Regions from separate parts of the Oryctolagus cuniculus genome. Here region 2 is linked to region 1. Evidence: chromatin contacts called from public Micro-C data. All regions are on one chromosome and are shown on one strand. The core of a region is the stretch at or near the end of the contact, and the rest is flanking DNA. Distances in the headings are between cores, read along the strand shown.

The links. Hi-C and Micro-C count contacts between places; a contact is called where the count stands out from the background.
Region 2: a contact with region 1 is called in a Micro-C map of ear pinna, with 6 times the contacts expected there. The contact joins the promoter of MARF1 here to the promoter of PDXDC1 in region 1. A contact is called at or near these places in 2 of 6 Hi-C or Micro-C datasets (ear pinna and an unstated tissue).

The regions. Positions count from the first base shown.
Region 1 is chr19:18,705,296-18,710,853 of mOryCun1.1, reverse strand. It overlaps PDXDC1 (pyridoxal dependent decarboxylase domain containing 1), which reads left to right and starts at 3,680. Exons shown (of 23, transcript XM_017342500.3): 1 at 3,680-3,839. The coding sequence starts at 3,819.
Region 2 is chr19:18,996,389-19,001,866 of mOryCun1.1, reverse strand. MARF1 (meiosis regulator and mRNA stability factor 1) reads left to right here and starts at 1,339. Exons shown (of 27, transcript XR_011384668.1): 1 at 1,339-1,488.

The sequences.
Region 1 (5,558 bases), core at 2,431-4,930:
TCAAAAAAGTATACGGTATGGGAAAATTCACACTCTCCTCATAAATGTAAAAGATTAGTGCCTGTTAACAACCAAAAGAGGGTCTGGCACTGTGGCATAGAGGGTAAAGCTGCTGCCTGCAGTACCGGCATCCCATATGGGTGCCAGTTTGAGTCCCGGCTGTTCCACTTCTGATCCAGCTCTCTGCCATGGCCTAGGAAAGCAGTAGAAGATGGCCCAAGTCCTTGGGCCCTTGCACCCGCGTGGGAGACCTGAAGGAAACTCCTGGCTCCTGGCTTCAGATCGGTGCAGCTCCGGCCATTGCGGCCAATTGGGGAGTGAACCAGTGGATGGAAGACCTCCCTCTCTCTCTCTCTGCCTCTCCTTCTCTCTCTGTGTAACTCTGACTTTCAAATAAATAAAAAAATCTTTAACACACACACACACAAAGAAGAAGAAGAAGAAGAAGAAGAAAAGAAAGAACCAGGCACTGTGGGTCTCTTGAGGAAGAGCTCAGTGTTTCCTCTATTTCCCCAACTGCAAACCTGAATCTGAGTAAGCCTAGATCCAGCTAAGTTACACGGGGAAAATAGAGACTAAGAGAAATTCTGATAATCTGGTGTCTTCAACAAACCAATTGCAAAGGAGGAAAAAAAGACAGGGAAACCTACAGAAGAAAATGGACAGAAAAGATACAAAGCTTGGGTCTGGCACTGTGGCATAGCTGGTAAAGCTGCTGCCTGCGAGGCTGGCATCCCACATGGGCGCTGGTTTGAGTCCCAACTGTTCCACTTCCAAGCCAGTTCCCTGATAATGTGCCAGGAAGATGGCTCAAGTGCTTGGGACCCTGCACCCTCATGGGAGACCTGAAGAAACTCCTTGCTCCTGGCTTTCATCTGGCCCAGCCCTGGCCGCTGTGGCCATTTGGGGAGTGAATCAGCTGATGGAAAATCTCTCTGTGTAACTCTGCCTTTCAAATAAATAAAATACATCCTTAAAAAAAAAAAAAAGATACAGGGGCTGGCGTTGTGGCGCAGCAGGTTAACGCCCTGGCCTGAGGTGCCAGCATCCCGTATGGGCACCAGTTCTAGTTCCAGCTGCTCCTCTTCCAGTCCAGCTCTCTGCTATGGCCTGGGAAAGCAGTAGAAGATGACCCAAGTCCTTGGGCCCCTGCACCTGCCTGGGAGACCCGGAAGAAGCTCCTGGCTCCTGGCTTCGGATCGGCGCAGCTCCAGCTGTTGCAGGCACCTGGGGAATGAACCAGCAGATGGAAGACCTCTCTCTCTCTGCCTCTCCTCTCTCTGTGTAACTCTGACTTTCAAATAAATGAATAAATCTTAAAAAAAAAAAAAGATACAAAGCTAGTTTTTAGGGATGCATGTTTGGGTGATAAAATTACAAGGAAAATACAAGTAGCTGCTCCTCATTATCTGGGTGGTATTTAGTCCACCAACCTCTCTTTCAAGTCTCTTATTAAAGTCTCTTATTATGTAACATAGTACATGTAACTCCCATATATCTTCCTATCCACTTTAAATCATCCTTAGATTACTTACAATACCTAAGACAATGTAATGCTATAATGATTGTTCTACTACATTAAAGTATAATAACAAAAAGAAAGTCTAAATATTTGGATGCAATTTTCTTTCCCAAATATTTTCATTCCAAAGCTAGTTGAATCTGTGGATGCAGAAACCGCAGTGCCACAGACCTACTGTGTAAATAATGATTCCTGGGGCCAGTGTTGAGGTGCAGCTTGTTAAGCCACCCCTTGAAATGCCTGTATTCCATGTTGGAGTGCTGAGTTGAGTTCCGGCCGCCCCACTTCCAATCCCGCAACCTGCTAATGCACCTGGGAAGGCAGCAGAAGATGGCCCAAGAGCTCCCCCATGTGGAAGAACTGGATAGAGTTCCAAGGTCTTGGCTTTGACATGACCAGCCCTAGGTGTTCCAGCCACTGGGTAGTGAATCAGCAGAGGGAAGATCTCTCTCTTTTTCTGTCAATCAATCAATAATTTAAAAAAAATATAGTGATTACCATAAAAGTAAAAAGTGGTTATTCTTTCTTGGGTGAGGGAACTTGGGGTTGTGTTTTGGAGGGGACCCTGAGGATGTATTGTTTCAGGGCGTTCCTTTCATAGCGTAGAGGAAGGATGGTTATAGGGTATTAGCAAATAATAATTTATTTCTTTATGCTGTTTCCAATTTTTTTAAGATTTATTTATTTGAAAGTAAGCGTTACAGAGAGGGAGAGACAGAGACAGATCTTCCATCTATTGCCCCAGATGGCAGTAGTGGATGGGGCTGGGCCAGGCCCAAACCATGAGTCAGGAGCTTCATCCGGGTCTCCCATGCGGGTGGCAGGGGCTCAAGGACTTGAATCATCTTCCACTGCCTTCCCGGGCGCATTAGCAGGGAGCTGGATCAGAGGTGGAGCAGCTGGGACTCGAACCAGAACTGAGGACATGGATGGCTCACAACTCCGGCCCCAAAATTACCCACGCTAAGGAGTTCAGGAGAGAAGTGTGCCAAGACGAATACAACGTGGTAAATCAAATACAGGAAAAAGTTAATCCTAGGATCTAGGTAGTGCGAGCATGGTTGTTCACTGGACAGCTCTTCCAACTTTTACAAAAGTATGAAAAAATTTCAGAATACACGCGGGGGGTGGGGGGAAGTGATCTGTTTTGCTCAAGCAGAAGTGTATTTAACTTTCGGTTTGGGGAGGCTGAAATGGATCCTTCCTCCGGTTTGCGGAATAGTTTCTACAGCAACTGCGAGCCAGCACGCGAAGTCTCCTTGCATTGAGAGCTGTTTTATTCACATAACCAAGCAACTGACGAAACGCGGGCGCAGGAAACAGGAGCGGACCTCCGCCGACCCAGCCCACCTCGGGCTCCCCTAGGACCGTGCTGAGGCGGCCCGGGACCCGGCCCGCTCCTCGGCAGCACTTCCCAATTAGGCGGCCCACGCGGCAGCAGGGACCACGCCGCCTTGGGCAGTCGGGGCGCTGGGGCCTGAATCTTACCCAGATGGGCACCGAGAAACGGGAACACGGACCTCTACAGCGCCGGGCTGCTGTAACAGAAAACCGAAGAGCGGCAGCCGACCTAGGATTGTCATCATCATCCTTATTAGGCCCATCCCGTGACAAGCCAAAACGGCGACAGCGAAGGAGGAGGCCGAACCACTTGTCTCAACATCTTTCCCACCTCGAATTCCGATCCTCGTCTTCACAGATCGGCGGGCGCCAGAGAGACCCATCCCCGAAACCGCCCCACCCCCAAATCCCAGAGCGCCCGGGACGCCCTAGCTACTGCGCGTGCGCAAGGGTGCTCGCTCGCCCCGCCCCCTGAGGGGAATGGCTCCATTCCTGAGGGGAGCCCAGGGCGAGGGGGAACTTGGAAGCGGGGGCCCGGAGGTGCGCTATGGTTTGCAGCCTTTTAGTTGAGGAGTGATAATTTATGATTAGTAGACTCCTACCTCTCTGGTTTCGGAATGCTCCTGAAAAAGAGTGATTTCGGAGTGCTCCGCCATCCATCCTCCCCCCGCTCACCTGGGCGCGTTAGGGTTGCCAGGCGTGACTGCCGGGTACGAAAGCCTAGAGGGCCCCGCCCACCTCACGGGGCCACGCCTCGTCCCGCCCCGCCTCCCCGCAACCCGCAGGCTCCCCGCCCCGCGGCGCCCCCGGGCAGCTCCTCCTCCTCTCCGCCCCGCCGGCCGCGGGCGCGGGAGACGTCAGCGCTGCCAGCGTGGAAACCGCGGCGGGGCGCGGGAGGCGGAAGTAGCGCGCGGGACCGCCGGGCCACCACTGGACTCTGCCGGCCGCCTCAGCCATGGACGCATCCTTGGAGAAGGTCCGTACGGGCGGCCGGGGGTGGGTGGGTGGCGCTGCGGCTCGGAGCCCTCGCCGCCGGGGCGACTGTTTCCGCGTCGCGAGTTGCCATTGTGACCTGGGGAGGCCAGCCGGGGGTTCCTGGGCCCCAGCTGAGAAGGCCTGGCCGCGGGGGTCGTCCGGCCCTGCGCTCGCGGCGAGGACCTGGTCACCTCCCCGGGGCTGGGGCCAGGGCCGGGGCCTGTGTCTCTCGGCCGCCAGAGGGTGGACCGGCTTCTGTGGCGGCCGCGGAGGGCCCGGAGCCCAGTTCGGGGGCCGCGGGGCCGACCTTGGGCCCTGCGGTGGTCCTGTGAGGGGCCGGCCTGGGCTCCGCCGGCCCTTCCGGATGACAGGAGCGGCCGCAAGAAGCAGCGCCAGTCGTTTGGGAGCCAGCTGCACACCTGTAGGTTTTCGGGGGGCCTCTAATTTAGGAAGAGAATGTCTTGGAAGCGGTGGTTTTCAACTCGAGCGTGCGTAGGAATCACCCGGGGCCCTTGGTGAAAACCCAGCTTTTCGGCCCTGGGGTCCTAAGCTCGGGGGGGTGGGAGGGGCGGGACCGGGACCGGGCTCTGCGTGTTTAACAGGTTCCCCCCACGTGATCCCGATGCTGCAGCTTGCGAACGCCGGGATGCAGAAGTCGGGGGTGGGTGTTGCGTGCGTGTGGACGTGGTGTCGGGGTTCGCAGCTGCTCCACAACTTCGTGGCGTGCTCTTGCCGGTGGCGAGGAGGGCACCCCCGCGTGAACCCGAACTCCCCCCACCCCACCCCCCGAGTAGCAGCGCCTCCTTTTTTTTTTTTTTTTTTTTTTGCCGCGGGGGAACAGCTAGCAGCGTGATGCACCTGGCTGGCTGCTTCGGCGGCGTGTGCAATGGATTCCGATTGTTCTCGATTTGGGGCTTGGCTTTTTCTCCATGGGTTCCTGCCTTTCCTCGGAGCCCTCCTTGGTGTTGCAGCTTGGGATTCTGCGTGTCTGCTGGGACGCAGACTCGGTTTCCCACACTTGTGGAGTTCCGGAGCAACGCTGGTTTTACTTTTTGAACTGGCAGCAGTAACGTTCGCACTCATCTTTGTGGGTGCAGCTCCTGCTGTAGTTGTTGGTTGTCATTGAACAGTTGAAGGCAGTAATTGTAGAAGCTGATGTTTTCGCGTGCACACAGTGGTAATGCCCTACTCCGTGGTGGCTTATTGGGTAGAGATAAATCAAGAAAATAAGAACTTGTCCCCCCAACCCCAAGCGCTCTGTCGGTGGTGAATGTTACCTGCTTTTCTGGCTGGGAACGAAGTTTTTCCAGGCTTCTGATTAGCACAGTGCCTACCCTGGGGTGCTTTGAATTCCTGTCTAGATCAGTGGTTCTCTGCCGTCTGGCCGTCTTGTTCCTCAGGGGACGTTCGGTGTGTTCTGCAGATATTTTTGATTGTCACCGGAGTGGGAAGGTGCTAGAACTCGGTCGGAAAAGACCACATTGGCTGCTAAACATCGTGTGTCCGACAGAACAGCCCCCACACATATCAGAGGATTCCCCGGGGGACACCTTGGTTTAGGTCCTGTGTGGCACGCCAGTCTTTGAACACAAAATGATGCTAAAATACCCCTTTTGTGTTGTTTCCAGTTTCGTAAGATGGAGCGAGCTTTGTGTCGTTTCAGTTAGAAACCCGAAGAACTGGTGTGATCTTTTCTCCAGGAATAGCTCTTTATAGGGCG
Region 2 (5,478 bases), core at 90-2,589, 290 kb before region 1:
GAAAAAAAAAAAAAAGCCCCAATGTTATTAACAGGGTTGATCTGTTCTAATTCCCAGGGGGAACGCAACTGCCCACACACACACACACACACACACACAGAACGTTTTGCTCAGCAATGATGAGTACCTGAGCAGGCAGATGATGCATACCTGTCCCGGCCTTGGAAAACTAAATACAGGCACAAAGGAGCCTGTGGCTACAAGTCTGATCTTGTCCTCCCAAACACGTGCCCTCAAGAGCGTCTACAGGGGGGCAGCAGTCCCCAGTTAACCCGGATTGATGGCCTCCGGGAATCACCTCGCACCAGAGACTTGAGGGGGAAAGCGTCCTCCTTGGGCAATCTCGACTCGTTGATTCGTCTGCAGAACGAATTTGCTTCGTGGCAGTCCGTAAAAGTAACCTTTCTACAGCCTAGCCGGTTAGCTCATCCTGAGCTGCGCGTAGGTTGAAAACTTCTGTTTTCTCCTCATTTGCAGCAGGAAATGGGCGTCAGCTGGCAGTTTCAGACATCACCCCGTGGCTTACAAAAATGTTTGAAATTTCAGGCAAAGGCACGGATTGTGGGGCTTTTTGTTGTTGTTTTTAAAGCAAAACACATGGCATATTTATGCAAACACAAAGTGTTACGGGCTTCAAAATGCTTCTTTCGGCTCGCCCAACCTGTCGGTGAAAAACTTGTGTTCACTGGTACCGAGCTGGAGACCTGCACAACCTAGTTTCCTTACTGAAGTCAGCGAGGACCGGGTATTCGTGGGAGACACTGCCCAGCACACACTTTTTAATTTTTGCCAGCCGGGTGGAAGCCCCTTGGGCGGTTTTTTTTTCTCACACTCGCCACTAGGCTGCGCTAGAAATGAAGGACTTTGTGGACTATGTGCCATTTAATTTTTAAAAATAAAATAGGGCTATCACGTGATGAGAGGAAAAAAAAAGCGAAACAATCGCGTTTTTATTTAAATCCGTTTAAGTCGCCTTCCTTCCAACGAGCCGAAAAGCTGAATTTTATTAAGTCCTCTTCGGTCAGTTCTTCTCGGTTCCATCCCACAAGCCCCCCAATTCCCTCCTCGGAGGTTCCTTTTGACTCCACAGCGGTAAGCCTCGAGCAAGGCCTCCTTCAACTTAGGGGTTCCGGCCACAAAAGTCACAGTTGCCCCCCGGGAAGTTCCCTATTTAGAGGTTTATCGGGAGGGGACTGAGCCTGACGAGGCTGCAGGGCCGCGAGGCCCCGCCCCCCCCGCTGGTCCAGCATGCCCTGCGCGTGGAGGACGCGGCAGCGGGGGAGGGGCGGAGGAAGGGGCGGGGCGAAGTCGGGGAGAGAAGGGCGTCGGTTTTGCGACAGGGGAGGTGCGGTGCGGAAGCGGAAGTGGAGGGTGCGCTTGGCGGCGGCGGCGGGAGCTGCGGAGTCGGGAATCAAAACAAAGGGCCTGGGGGGGCGGGGGGAAGGCGGCGGGGCCGGAATGTGAGCGGAGGTGGAGCTGGTGGCAGAGGTGAGTTTGCTGTCCGCTCTGGGACTAGACCTTGATGGGCCCACTGCTCTGGGGCTCCCAAAGCTGGACGGGGAACATTGACCCCCGCCTCCCTCCGCTTATTGCTGGCGTGTTGTGGGGGGTGGCTATTCCGAAGGGGAGGACTGGGACCCGCCGGTGAGGCCGGCGGCTTGTTTTCTTGTCAGGTCCGTTCACTTTGTCGCGGCTGCGCCGCTGTTCCTCTTAGTAGGTATTTGGCTCTCCGCCCGCACCTGTCTCTGTGCTCCCTATACTGCCCTCCAGGTGTGGAAGCCACCTTTTCAGAGGGGTGTGGCCAGGTGAAAGGTTGAGAGGGAAAGAATCGGGCGAGTATTATCGCACCCTTGCCTCCCCAGCGTTTTGTATTTTGCTGGGTCTTTCAGCCACCTCTGGGGTGTAGCCTTAGGCGTGACAGGTACCGTTGAGTTGCCTAAGGGCTTTAACCATTCCTGCTGCGAATTGTAATTCCTCTTGGGATAAACCTTTTAGTTTCCCAGTTACGAGCTTGTCAGTTACGTTTGTATCTCTTGGACTTTCCAGCGTCTCTGAGCGGTAAATAGTCTTCAGTTTTGCATACGGAGAAATTTGAAACCTAAGCGGTCTTAGGCGTTTTTTTTTTGAGTCCTTCGCTCGTTTAACAATTGGTTGAGCACTGTGCGAAGTGGAGGAACTACAGTAGTGGATAAGAAAACATGCAGTAAATTCCGTGCTGTCATGGAGGTTACGTTCTAATGGGGGAGAGAGGGAATAAAGTAGCATGCGAACAAACAGGATCGTTTTAGGAATAGAAGAGTTATGGAGGGAAATGCCGATGATGGGATGAGGGGAGGTGGCGTTGGAGTCCAGGACTGGGCTGATTGCTAAGGAAGAGCCATGTAATGAACGACTTATCGCCCTGTGAGGCAGGGGCGATCACTATGATGATCAGACCCATTTTTGAGAGAGACTTTGAGGTTCAGAGCGACTGTGGGTTGCCAAAAGCTGTACAGATGGAAGCAGTAGAAATGGGGTCTTTGTAAGCACAGTCTGAGATCTGTGGCTGTACTCCCATCCACATCGCCTAGAGAGAGTGGCAGAAGGGAGACTCCCAGTCACACATTAACAGAACCTGCGTTGGCTACCTAGGTTGCCTGGTGGCGTTTCCATGAATATTGGGGAGATTTTCAGGGTACAAGCCACTAACAAGTTTTTCCTTTGAAATGCTTTCGTGGAGTGGTATTATGTAAAGAGGTGGACGAGCCTAGTTTTGCCCCTTTCACAGTAATTTTGAGATCTTGGGGTAACTACAAAGCTTCATTAAACTTAGGTTTTCCCCTCGTAAAATATGGCCATTTGCTCCTCTGTGTACCGCACAAGGATTACTGAGGGGAAAATGATATAGGTGGATCCCATTGTCTGAGTTTTTCTCATTGTGTTGTGGCAAGCACAGGTGTGCAACATAGTAGATAAGTAAATATTTGCAAATAAGGAAATGAGTAATGAAATGAAAGCGCTTTATAGCACACTGTGCTCTAAATGTTAGCTCACTGTCAGGATTGAGGTTTGAGAGAGCATGTTAAACTTCTGTATACCGTGAACATCACAGGTGATTTAGAGAGGAGCTTGTTGGAGGACATAAGACCTAAATTTAACAGGGAAAACGCATATCATAATTTACTGTTGGTGGTGGCTGTTAACTCTGTATTTGTCTCTGGATTAACCACTCCAAACAGTGTAGTAGGCAAATAGTGTGTTTCTTTCTCTCATTTAACAGATATTTACTTTGTATCTAATATGTAGCAGGCCCAGTACTTGTTGAAGTACCAGGGTACCTCAAAAAGCTCATAGAAGAATGGAATTTAAAAAAGTTTATTTTGAAATTCATGTGTAGTTCATTCACAATGCACATTTGCCATGTTCTGTATGAAGTCCCTGTAGACTGTGGGGTCCATTTATCTAGTTTTTTTCTTCACAGTGCTGCAAGGTAGACCGAGGAGAAATTACCATGTTTTACAGAAGAGGAACAGAAACTTAATGAAGTTTTGTAGTTGGACAAAAGGGCCAACCGATACTAAATATTTAGACTTTGTAGCCTATCCCCTGCAACTGTAGTAAAACAGCCATCCACAGTACTGAAATGAATTAGTGTCTCAATAAACTTTATTTATGGACATGGAAATTTGAATCTCATATAATTTTGTATGTTCTCTGTATTTTTTTCCCTGGAGAATTAAATATATATGAGATTAAATTCTTAGTTTCCAGTTCATTTAAATACAGGTAGTGGAGTGGTTTTAGCTCTCAGGCCATAGGTGACTCCTTCCTTATGTGATCAGTTCTCCTATAACTTAGAGTATTTGCATAATTCTCTCTCCTTTTCCGCACTGTGTAGATGTTGAAATCTTTTGAGAAGTTGGTGTTTGATGGTGGGGTTAAGGTAGCCACATCCCACATCAGTGCCTGATTCAAGTCCAAGCTCTGGCTCCTGATTCCAGATTCCTGCCATTGCCAACGCTGGGAGGTGGCAGTAACAGTTCAGTTGGCTTCCTGCCACCCACATGGGAGACACGGATTGAGTTCCTGGCTTCAGCTGCAGCCTAGGTCTTTGTAGGCATTTGGGGAATGAATTAGGGGATGAGATCTCTCTATTTCTCAAAGAAATTTAAAAAGTCATTTGGAAAATTCTCATAAAAAAGACCATCATATCAGAGATACAGCTAAAATCAATTATTTTCTAAATGCCCAGAGATAAAATTTCTGACAGATAATGAAATAACCACCTTAAAATGGCCACTATAGGCAAGAGTTAAGTAGTTGTTGGTGTGTTGTAACCTTAAAAAATGAAGTTCAGTTGTCCTCACTATTGCCAACTGCCTCCATACCCAATGGATATGGATTCATTTGATCTGCTTTTATTGTACTCTTTAAGACTTGTCAGAGTGTTCTTGCATTGGAATAAATATAGCACATCTGAGACTTGAGATTTCTCTAATCGTGAGTTTTATGGTGGTATATCAGATTGTACTTTCATCATATGTAAACTAGGAAATTGGCTCAATTTGTTGTGTGGTATAATAGAATTCAGTCTACAGAGGCCATTTAATTTGGACCCTCTGTGTGCATATTAAAGACCCATTGGGATGGAGCCAGTGCTGTGGCATAGGAGTAAAACTACCACCTGCAGTGCCAGCATCCCATATGGGCACCAGTTGGAGTCCTGGCAGCCCTACTTCTGATCCAGCTCTCTGCTATGGCCTGGGAAAGCAGCAAAGCAGCAGAAGATAGTCCAAGTCCTTGAGCCCTGGCACCCATGTGGGAGGTCTAGAAGAAAGCTCCTGGCTTTACATTGTCCAGCTCTGGCTGTTGCAGCCTTTTGGGGAGTGAACCAGCAGGTGGAAGACCTCTGTCTCTCTGTATGCCTCTGCCTATGTAACTCTGCCTTTCAAATAAATAAATAAATCTTTTTTAAAAAGATAAAGACCCATTGGGAAAGGTTGATATGATGGTTGTTGTGTTATTAAAATTAGATGCTCTCTTAACTTTAAAAATTTTTACTTACTTGAAAGGCAGGGATAGAGAGACCTATCCATTTATGGTTCACTCCACAAATGACCACGATAGCTGGGACTGGACCAGGTGAAAGCCAGGAGCCTGGAACTCCATCTAAGCCTCCCATGGGTGTAGGAGGAGCCCAGGTACATGGGCCATCTTTTGCTGCCTTCCCATGCTCATTAGCATGAAGTGGAGCCATCAGGACTTGAACCAGTGCTCATATGGGATGCTGGTGGGAGGTGGTGGCTCAACCTGCTGCCCCACAATGCCAACCCCTCTTCTGTTACCTTTTTGACTGTGCTAAGAAGAGTATTTAGGGAGAGAGGGCTGAGAAGAATTAAGAACAACTGTAGATGTCTGCTTGGTGCCCAAAAGGTCAGCTCCAGTCAGATGAAGAAGAGTCTCCATCAGATACGCAGCTGTTCAAGATTTGACTCCTCT